Linked DNA regions of Rattus norvegicus: region 2 is linked to region 1. The links are chromatin contacts, called in public Hi-C maps. All regions are on one chromosome and are shown on one strand. The core of a region is the stretch at or near the end of the contact, and the rest is flanking DNA. Distances in the headings are between cores, read along the strand shown.

Evidence for each region. Hi-C and Micro-C count contacts between places; a contact is called where the count stands out from the background.
Region 2: a Hi-C map of frontal cortex shows a contact between it and region 1, with 4 times the contacts expected there. The contact joins the promoter of Phf20l1 here to the enhancer-like site in region 1. A contact is called at or near these places in 4 of 12 Hi-C or Micro-C datasets (the A7r5 cell line, Schwann cells, frontal cortex and 1 more).

Annotation. Positions count from the first base shown.
Region 1 is chr7:100,119,325-100,124,591 of GRCr8, forward strand. It overlaps Dnaaf11 (dynein axonemal assembly factor 11), which reads right to left. Exons shown (of 12, transcript NM_001025659.2): 3 at 802-879. Among named protein-coding and RNA genes, the nearest start is that of Dnaaf11, 13 kb to the right of the region's middle. Within about 2 kb of position 3,032, at least 4 of the 93 cell types and tissues checked have an H3K27ac peak or open chromatin away from gene starts, as enhancers often do.
Region 2 is chr7:100,217,060-100,222,326 of GRCr8, forward strand. It overlaps Phf20l1 (PHD finger protein 20-like 1), which reads left to right and starts at 2,580. Exons shown (of 21, transcript NM_001271439.1): 1 at 2,580-2,860; 2 at 4,836-4,955. The coding sequence starts at 4,873.

The DNA of each region.
Region 1 (5,267 bases), core at 1,782-4,281:
AAATAAAACCCAGGCGGGGAGGCAGACGGAAAATGCACAGAGAGCAGCTGAAGAAGAGCGCGCTGTCACAGGTTCATTTTAGCAAAGCCGGGGAGTCCTCAAATGCCCATCTGCAGACAAACGCTTGGCTCATCCTTCTGTATTTATGCCATGATGCAGCCTTCAGTCCCTGTTCTTGCATATCAAGATATTGGGGGTGATTTCCAGGAAGAAATTAACTTTCAAAATAATATTCATAAGGACCAGAGTGAGCTCAGCAGCCGCTGACAAACATGAGTTAGAGTCCCCAGAACCTATAAACATAGTGCGGAAGGACAGAGAAGTAACTTCTACAACTTGTTTTCTGATATCCAGACACCACTGTCTGTCTGTCTGTCTGTCTGCCCCTCTCTCTCTCTCTCTCTCTCTCTCTCTCTCTCTCTCTTTCTCTCTCTCTCTCTCTCTCACACACACACACACACACACACACAGACACACACACACACACGTCGAAAAATGTTAAGGATGATATGTACAATATAATCTGAGTGGTAGGAAGCAAAACAAAAGAAAACATGGAACATATTCAAGATGTCAACTGTAGCTACCTCTGGTAAGGAGACCAACCAGAAAGTTGGAAGGGGTGAAACATATTTCAGGCTTTGAATTTACATATCACTTTACTGTTTGAAGTTTTATAAGAACTAAGAATACCAAGATTTATATAAAATATAATTTAAAAGTATACTATCGTATCTACACTACTTCTTAAAGCTACTTTCAAGTTTTTATTGCCTCCATGAGAAACAGGAAAATTCTTACCTTCCAAGTTTTCAATTCTTTCAATGTTGTTCAATGCTAAGTTCAAGTATTCAAGTTTCTTCAGTTTGCTAACATTTTCTGAAATACAAATAATACAATTAATGGACCTTTAAGAGAGAATATTATTTTATAACTTGTCATGAAAGCGATACAGATAAGCAAAGGATTGTGTGTGGCTAGTGGCTTTTCAGAACTTTACTGTCTTAGTTGTGTTTTCTACTGCTGTGATAAATCACCTTGATGGAAAGCAACTTGGGGAGGAAAGGGTTTGCTTCTTCTTAACTACCTGATAACATCCAGCACTAAAGAAAATCAGGGCAGAAGAAACTCGCGAGGCATGAAATTGCAAGTGGGTGCTTAGGAAGCATAGGAGTGCTGCTTAAGGCGCTGTCCACATGGCTTACTTAGCTTGCTATCTTATGTCATCCAGGACTCCCAGCCCAGGGGAGGCACCACACACATTGATCTAAGTTCTCCCACATCAATCATCAATCAAGAAAATGCACCACATTGTTGCCCACAGGCCAGTTTGGTGGGGAAATTTTCTCAATGGAGGTCCCCTCTTCTCAAATGTCTCAAGCTTGTGTCAAGTTGACATAAAACTAGACAGCGCACCTATACAGCACACACTAGGTTGCCTGCAGAGCTAGCCTCTCTTCCTCCCTTCTTCTTAGGAGTACCAATGTTTGCACACGTTCCTATCCATCTCCAACACCACCGGGCTATGTTTGGGCAAGCCGGCTAGTGTACAGTACTCAGTAACTTCTGCTCAGTTTTGAAGGCAGCAGAACTTAGGATTTGCCTGTAGCATTTTCTGGCAGCCATGTGCAAAAGAAAGGGACACACACCACAAGTATTCAAAGTCAGCTAGGCAAAAACTCCATGCTCTGTGCCTTGGGACAGTGTATCTCTTTTTACTACAAGATTGTAACAAGGATAGAACAGTTACCCCTTTAGTCATCCTGCTTGATCACAAAGGAACCAGCTGGAAATAACGTTTACTCTGTGGTGGTGGAACAGAGAAAAGGGACCCACTGCCTCTGGAGTTCACTTTATCACAAACTATAGTTGGACAGATAATAGGTTTCCTTACTGGCAAGCCATGAGAAATTGGTTTTCCTTTACTTACAGCTAAAATTAACCTGCCATTAGATTATGTTTTAAAAAAAATCTTAAAGGTCATTCAGACAAAACAAGTATGAGCTAGTCAAAGAATCACTGTTGAATGAAGTGTTTCTAAAATAGTTGATTGTAAGACACAGCTATTTTGTATTTGCCATATCATATTCTAAGTATTTTACCTACATTACATTTTAAAAGCCATTTAATTACATTTATGTATTGTGTGCAAATGTGTGGGTATGGTAGAATGTGTCACAGGATATATGTGGGCATCAGAAGACAACTTGTGGGAGTCATATCTCTCCTTCCACTACATATATCCTGGAAGTTGAACCTAGATCATCAGCTTGGAGGCAAACATCTTACCCACTGAGCCATCTCACAGGCTGTGTGTGTGTGTGTGTGTGTGTGTGTGTGTGTGTGTACATTCATATGCTAATATATAGTAAATTAATGCATATTTCTGATAGTAAATGATAGAGCCAAAAGGATTTGATTCCAGTAAATCATTACACCTTCTCCTAAAAGGAGAATTATTTGAGACAAAAAAGAAGGATGGCATCCCTGTCTCACCTAAGCAATGCTGCTCTCCTAGGTTCTCTGACATATTATGAATAGTAGACATGACTTACTATCATTGCACTAAGCACTACTCATCTAAACATATATATATGTATATATATATAATTTTAAAATGAGAGTTTTTAAAATGAGAATCTAAGAATGAATTAAGCTTTCTTAGTGATTAAATTACTCAAGTGGTACTAATGATTACAAAAGGGTCTCTAAGGACAGCTGAGCACTCAGCCATCAACATACTTGGAGGTTTCTGTGTGCCAGTGATCAGGAAAGGCAGAGTGTCTCATCTACATCCAGAACGAAAATAGTCATCCCACAGTGGGATGCGTGACTTGCAAAGAACTCTTCATCCCTCTTTTGTTATTTCCATAGCCCTCAAATGCTGGAGCCACACAGTGGAAATCAATACAAGAGTTGTACAAGAGGAATTTCCTCAGTTCAACCCCCAAGAGGCAGGGAGCAAACTGGCCAGAAGATGGGCAAAGATTCCATAAGTGACCTCCTTAGCAGCCTGTAAGAAGTGTGAGAGCTCAAGCCCAAACCACTGTGACAGCCAGAGTCCCCAAATGCCAGGACCAGACCCACAGACTTCTGGTTGATCAAATCTCTATTCAGGTGAAAGAGGCTTGAGAACCAGCGGCTGCCTTCCATCTTTACAATGCTCACCGGGGATGTGTTGAGAGAGCAGATCACTGATGGCTACCCCACCCCCAGGCTCTGCACTCTGGTGGGACCCCAGATGGTCCTTAGCTCACACTTGCTTCATAGCTGAGCAGAGCCTTCCTCCCACAGCCCATCTGTCCTACTGGGTGAGCCAGGGAGCTCTAGGAAAGGCAGTTGCTTTGCAAACTTCCACCTCAATGGTAGGACAGCATGTGTGGATCCTAGAGAAGTACTTTCACTTGCTAAACACTTGTCTAAATGCCCAGGGGTGGAGCAGCATTGAAAAAATCCCATTATTAGAATTTAAAAGAGTGTTTAATTTAAGAATATTTCGGAAGCAAAAATTTAAGCTTTCTCACAGCCCTGAAAAGGCCTGAAATACTATGCTGCTAATTAGTAATTGTGATGGACCCAGCTGTGGAGATTAAAATTTCGGGAACTCTTTTGAGATCTGTACAATTAGCACCGTTCTGCAAAGTGCCCATGAATAAAAGCTGCTGGTTTTATCTAACCGCCTTTTTAATTGAACAGTGTGCCAGAGTTTCCAGTTCCTGGTAAGGCAAAAGACACCAAGTATATTTATCTGAAGAAATATATAGTTTTACTAAATCTTCCCAAAGTGATGCAAATCTGGGCTTTTTATAATCTAGCAAAATTTCAATTTTCCACAAAATTAGAGGCACCCATGCTATCAGGTTTTCTCGGCCTCAGTAATGTTAGCATTTTGGGCTGGATAATTCTTGTCCTGCAGTAGTATCCCTGGCTTCTGCTGGGGTAGGATTGGTAGCATACACCTCCAACACACACACATGCACACATGCACACACACACACACACACACACACAGAGGCATGCACGCATGCACGCATGTGTGTGTGCATACACACACATATCTATCTTAACCAAAATGTCTCCAGCCATGACTAAGTGCCTCCTGTTGAGAACCTCTGAACATCCCTGAAAAGTTAGCTATTACCTCAACACGAATTTAATTCCTGGACTCTTTCTATCTCAATTCATTCCATCTATTCCCAATGCTATTCATTTCTCCTCTGCCTCTGGCTTCAGTTGGCTAAGCAGGCAACCTGGGCTAAGTAATAGCATAAGTAGCTTGGCAGCTTTCATCGCTAAACACTATCTCACTGTAAACACAATAATCCTCCCACCATCCTATGCCATCCTGCACCTGTTAGCACTGTTTTATGAAGAAGCCAATTCGGTCTTGGTCAGCTTAACTGACCTGCTTATTTTTACACAGATCACAAATATGGGACAGAGGAGGGGTTCACAGACAAGTCTACCTGGTGCCAGAACCTCTGCGTGCTTTAACCATGAAGGTAGAGTTGCTTTAAGAAGCGACTCTCCATTTGTCCCCTTATGGTAGGATCCCACTCAATGACTGCAGTTCACCCATTATCTGCCTCTTAACTCATTGTTAGGACAAAGAGGAATGCAGGGTACAGGAAAAGATCAATTTATCCAATGGGTAAATTGGGAGAAGAAACCTGGCATGTACAGTCTCTCTTCCCTTCCTTCCTTTTCCTTCCTTCCTTCTTTCCTTCCTTTCTTCTAGATGTCCTTGCCAGCTCTTTCCTGCCATAAAACATGAACCTGCTTGGACAGCGGAAGCCTGTGGCTGCTCAGCTTGCCCTATAACTGAGATTTATGCTGAGGAAAGTATTAGCAAATCTATCTACTTAATAGTGTGTGTTACATTCTGCTAAAAGCTTTATCAGTGTAATGGATTGAATAAGAATGGGTCCCCAATGGCTCATATGTTTGAATGGTTGGTTCCCAGTTGGTGGAATTATTTGGGTAGAGTGGAAAGATAAAGAGGTGTGGCCTTGTTGGAGGAGGTGTGGCCTTGTTGGAGGAGGTGTGGCCTTGTTGGAGGAGGTGTAGCCTTGTTGGAGGAGCAGTATCATTGGAAATAGACTTTGAGACCTCAAAAGTCCATGCCTTTACTAGTGTGTCTCTCTCAACCTTGTAGTTATTGTCTCCTCATGAAAACTCTCAGCTACTGTGCCATGCCTGCCTGTCTTTTGCGATAACCTCATTGTGATGGCCATGAGCCCTCTGAACCTGTGAGCCAGCTCCAACCT
Region 2 (5,267 bases), core at 1,330-3,829, 97 kb after region 1:
AGCCTGTCTTGGTGCTTCCCTAAAGCCCAGCACCGGCTGGTAGCAGTGCAGGGTTAAACAGTCAATATTTGCCTCCCCAGCAGGGCTTCTTCACTCCAGCAGTGGGGCAAAACGCAGACTCACAGAGACTCCGTTTTAAACTTTTTCATTCTTATGAGTGTCTAGATGGACATACAAAGGTCATGCATGACTTGGTGTAATTCTTCAAGCTTGAGAACTGCATTATGTATTCCAAGCTGTTTAGCAGACCTGGCTTCTCCTTGTTAAGTAGTTGAGATTTCCCACTGCAATTGGTGACAACTAAGTGTGGTGCTTCCATTTCCAACATGGATTCCCAGCTAGGGTATTAACTCCACGAGACCGCAAGTCACTTAAGCCACCCATGTATCTAAAACCTCATGCCCATTTATAAAAACCTCCCTTTCAATCTGCCCATTTTATGCACTTGCATCATACATTTTAGTCATTTTCACACACACAATTCCCCTTCTTACCCCCTCCTTCACAGGAACTACTTTTCTAAACATGGGAGGTCACTCTCACTTTTATTCTATACTGTACCTTTGAGGGAATCTGTTTATTTCTACTTGAAATAGAAGCATAATCATATTGGTAGACACTCAACATAATAAAGACTATATATATTCAGAAAAAGTATATTATATATTTATATATATTCATAAACATGCATATATTTACATTTAAACACACATATATGAATGAGCACACACTATATATGTAAACTATATATAAACTGTGTGTGTGTGTGTGTGTGTGTGTGTGTGTGTGTGTATGTGTACTGCCTTATATATCAGTGGGCTTTCGGCTATGCTTCAGGAAGACTTAGATGTAGGTTGAAAGTCACTAACCTGATGTAGTGGTATTATCGCTGATGTGATTTGTAAACTTTTCCCCCTTATTTTGAACATTGCTATAATCTTTGAATACAAATCTTTAAAGCAGTATGGTTTTAATAGCATTTAAAGTGGGACCATTAGCCACAAAGGAGACTAAATTCATTAGATTCTAATATTTTCCATCCCATTTGATGAAGGGTTGACGCTTCCTCTAAGAGTCCTTACATTTAGGTCAGATTCTGAAACAAATGATCCTGATTTATAAATATATATCTTTCATTTGTCAACATTGTACATTTTACTGTTTAAATTAAATGTTTTTAATTGCATGTGTGGTTTAGGTGATATGTAATTCCTGCACTCATTCTAATGTATCAAAGACATGTACTGCTAAAACAGTAATTATTGCAAACATTGCCAAGCGCAGCACTGAGGACAGAAAATTTGTTGAGCTGGGCATCTCACATTGACATTTTTTTTTTGTGATAAATCTTACCTGTTTTAATTTTATGTCAAATTAAATAACCACACATAATATTAAGATAAATGGAAAGTATAATTCTGCTTGTGACAGAAGATTCTAGAAATCTTAATTGTATTGGACTAATGGCAACCACAGCTGAAATTTCTCAGATATTGAAAAGAAGAACATGAAGACAAATGTCATCTAGGAGTTGTCTTATCTATATTGTTTGTAGCGTTACACTAAGCTCAGTGTAATTCTGCACATACATTTGAGTAAGTGTCTTTTGAATAAAAGGACGATTATGAACATTTTCTCAATTTACCAAATCTCTTGAAATTTAGAGAAAACGTTGCTATTTTCACTGTTCATGATGAAGCAAGATAAATATAAGTGTCATTTGTATGCAGTGATGCACTTTTAAAACGTGGGAGGCAGAGTGATGGAGTAGAAAGAAAAAAAAAAGATGTTTCTCTCAGTATTGCTTTGAATGAGCACTTGTAAATCTTCTCAAAGCTGGGACAGAGATTCTTCTGCTTAATATAGACTTTGGTTCATGATAGGTGTTCAATAGAGGTAGTCCTACACCATTAACTGTGAAGACTTGTTCTATTACTGCCCTAAACGGCTTAAGAATTTTAAAAGATTCTTAAGAATCTTTTATGTGGTTTATAAAGTTTTCTGAAATTGGACAATAAGTGTGCAGTTGTGACTGTCATGTGATATATTTATAGCAGAGTGTCGGTGAGAAAGTATTCATTGAAAAGAGATTATCCATTTAAAAAAGAAAGGAAAAGGGAAGGAAAAAACCAAACCAAACCAAAAACAAGAGAGACAATTCTGACTTTGCGTCTATCCTTAGTGCGGGTTAGAAAAGACCCTGTTACACAGTTTCACTTTAAGGGTCTGTCCAGTAGATTGTCTTTTGTAAAAGTTTTTAATTCAGCTGCCTCCCACAGTCTCCCATCTCCTCACAAGAAAATGGAAAAGTGTGTGGTGCATTGATAAGTTTGGCCAATGTGTCAAATAGTGGGATTTGTTAGAAAGCAACAACAATCACAAAATATCATCCTTTTAACCCACCAAGGAGAATCTACTGCGCAGGTCCCTTCTATGGGCAAGGAGCCAGCCCGGGCTGAAGCCACACCCCCATAGTAGTCCTCCAATCCGCTGCACTGCGCCAGCCCGGCCCTCGTGAACCACGTGATGCAACCCAGCCCGCTTCCGGCGCGTCGCGGGCGGCTGACGTCCCCGGCCGGCGTCGCGTCAGGGCTGGCCGGCGGCGGTGTCGGCGGCGAAGGCGGCGAAGGCGAAGGCGGCTGCGATGGTAGCGACCCCGGAGTGGGCTTGAGGGCTCGGACCCCGCTTCCTCTAGCGCGTCCTCGGGCCGACGCGGCGCCGCGGGCCCGGCTTGCTCAGCGCCCGCTTCCTCCCCTACCGCTGCCCGGGCAGAGTCGGACGAGGCCCGCGCTGGCCGCCCTGACGCGACCCGGCTCGGCCCCGGACGGCCCGGCTGCTGTGCGGAGACGAGGCCGAGTCGGTAAGAGGCGGCGGAGGGGCCAGGAGGCTGCGGGGTCCCCGGGCCGCCTTCGCCCCCGCGTTGCTCTCGTCCGGCGTCCCGCTCCCTGCCATCCGCTGACCCTATTGTCTGCGCGCCGCCGCGCTCCCCCGCCTTCCTTCCCCTGCCGGGCCAGCGGCTGTCAACCTGCAGCTCCCGGGCTCAGGGCCAGCCGCGCCGCGGCCTTTCCTGGCTCCCCTTGACACCCCTGCGGGCCCGCCTGGTCCCACATCTCTGCTTAGCTTCGCGGTGTTTCCCTCACCACCTACTAGCTCTGTGTGTCTGTCTCTTTCCTCTCACTGTCATCTCTGCTCACTTCCACCATCCTTACATCGCAGTTCTTTTTACCGCTTTCCCTTCTCTCTTCATTCCTTTTTGTTTCCTTCTACCCTGTTACACAGTTTCACTTTAAGGGTCTGTCCAGCAAATTGTCTTTTGTAAAAGTTTTTAATTCAGCAACTTCCCACAGTCTCCCATCTCCTAACAAGAAAATGGAAATCATCCATGCCTTTTGAGGTGCCTCATTCCTGAGAGTCACTGGGGGATTAGATTTACAGGCTGGAAGTTTGATCTTAGGAAATGTTAGCATAACTGGCAAACTGCCTCTTCAGATTCTATTTCTGTACATTGAAGCAACAGCCTTGTATGTTGCAAACTTACAAGATTTCTATTTAAAATATTTATGTTTGTCCCCATTACACCTAGTGTGTCCTGGCTATGAATCTTAACCTCACTGATGCCATGCCAGGATATTCTATAGCCCCTTAGCCATGACCTTGTAAACTTGATCCCCCATATTTTTCTAACAAGCATTGATGCTATTTTTTTCTTCCCTTTTCAGATTCTAAAAAAAAAATGGGGGGGGGGGAGACAGCAATTCTGTTTGCTGTTATGTTTTACCTATTTTAAACAGTGGCTAAAACATAAGATTTTTCATTTGTGTGGGGTTTATTTTTTTTTTTTTTAAGGTAGAGAGCCTAGTGAACAGTAACGAAAAACACGTTTTAAGCATCTCCCTCCAAAAAGAGCAGCTTTAGCTTCTTGATTACCAACCGGTTTTATTTTGCTGAGACTGTGCTTACCAATTATTATTTTCTTTCCACTATTGATACTTTGAGAAGGTATGCATTTACTTCAAATACTCAGTAGCAAAAAAGGCCTCACGTGTGCTAGGCAGCCAGTATGTTTAAAAGAACAGTAAATACTTCACATGTGAATGGGCTACAGACTCCTCTGCTGTTTTTTGTTTTTGTTTTGTCTTTTTAATGAGAAACTTTTTTTAAATTTTCATTGTGGGTAGTATGTTGAGTTAATGATAGAAACCGTATTCAGAGTCTGGCAGGACTGATAAAGAAAAATCCTTTGCCAACTCTTTATGTTCAGATTACCCTGTGGTGTGGTGCTGAGATAGTATGTACTAACTAACTCTCCTGATCTTCCAGGAGGATTGGTTAGAGTCCACCCTGACACAGTGCTTGTTTACTGCTTTCTCCATGCTTTTGGCGATTTTCATAGGGTCGTACATTTTGACATACTAAATGATTTCTGGAAATTAAGTGGAAGACGATTAAGCTGTTCCCTTCAAGGATTTCAGTAAACAGAATTGTCTTAATTTTTAAAACTACAGCATTTTCAACCTTCTTTGGGTGGAACTTTCCTGAGCCCTTTTTTTCTTTTAAGTTAAGGTTTGAGGCATTTTAGCTAATAGTCTCAATAGCTTGACTATTCTTTTTAGCTGATTTTCTTTTCTGTATTCTTTTTATAAATGTCCTACAAGATTGCATTCAAGTTGCATCCTACCTACAAGTATTGGTGATTGTTCAATTAAAAGTCTGGCAAATATTGTAATAGCCCATGAATTATTTTGAAATTAGTTAAATTCTGTCTATTCCTTTAAACCATATTCCATGTGCATCATCTCATGCATTAGAATCTAACTTTCTTTTTTCCTCTTGAGGTAGTGGAAAGAAAGCACTGAAGAATAGGATCTCAAGATGAGTAAAAAGCCCCCAAACCGTCCTGGAATCACTTTTGAGATTGGTGCTCGTTTGGAGGCACTCGACTACTTACAGAAATGGTATGGAAAAAACAACAGAATATTGGCCCAAAGCACAAAATTCGTAGCTTTAATAAGTTAGTTGCTATTCTAACTCTGTGTCAGTCACATGAGTATATTCATCGTTTGAATACACATACACATTGGGTTTAGGTTTAGTATTTAAAAACTTCAGACATTGCACAGTATTTTAGCTGTTTGAGATTTGAAAGTGTCTAGAGTAAATGACAAACAGAGAGGATGTTACTGTTGAGTAACACGATTATATTTATTGGCAGAGGTCAAAGAAAGCTAATTCACATATTTAGTTCCTAAAATGTGTAAAAACCACAG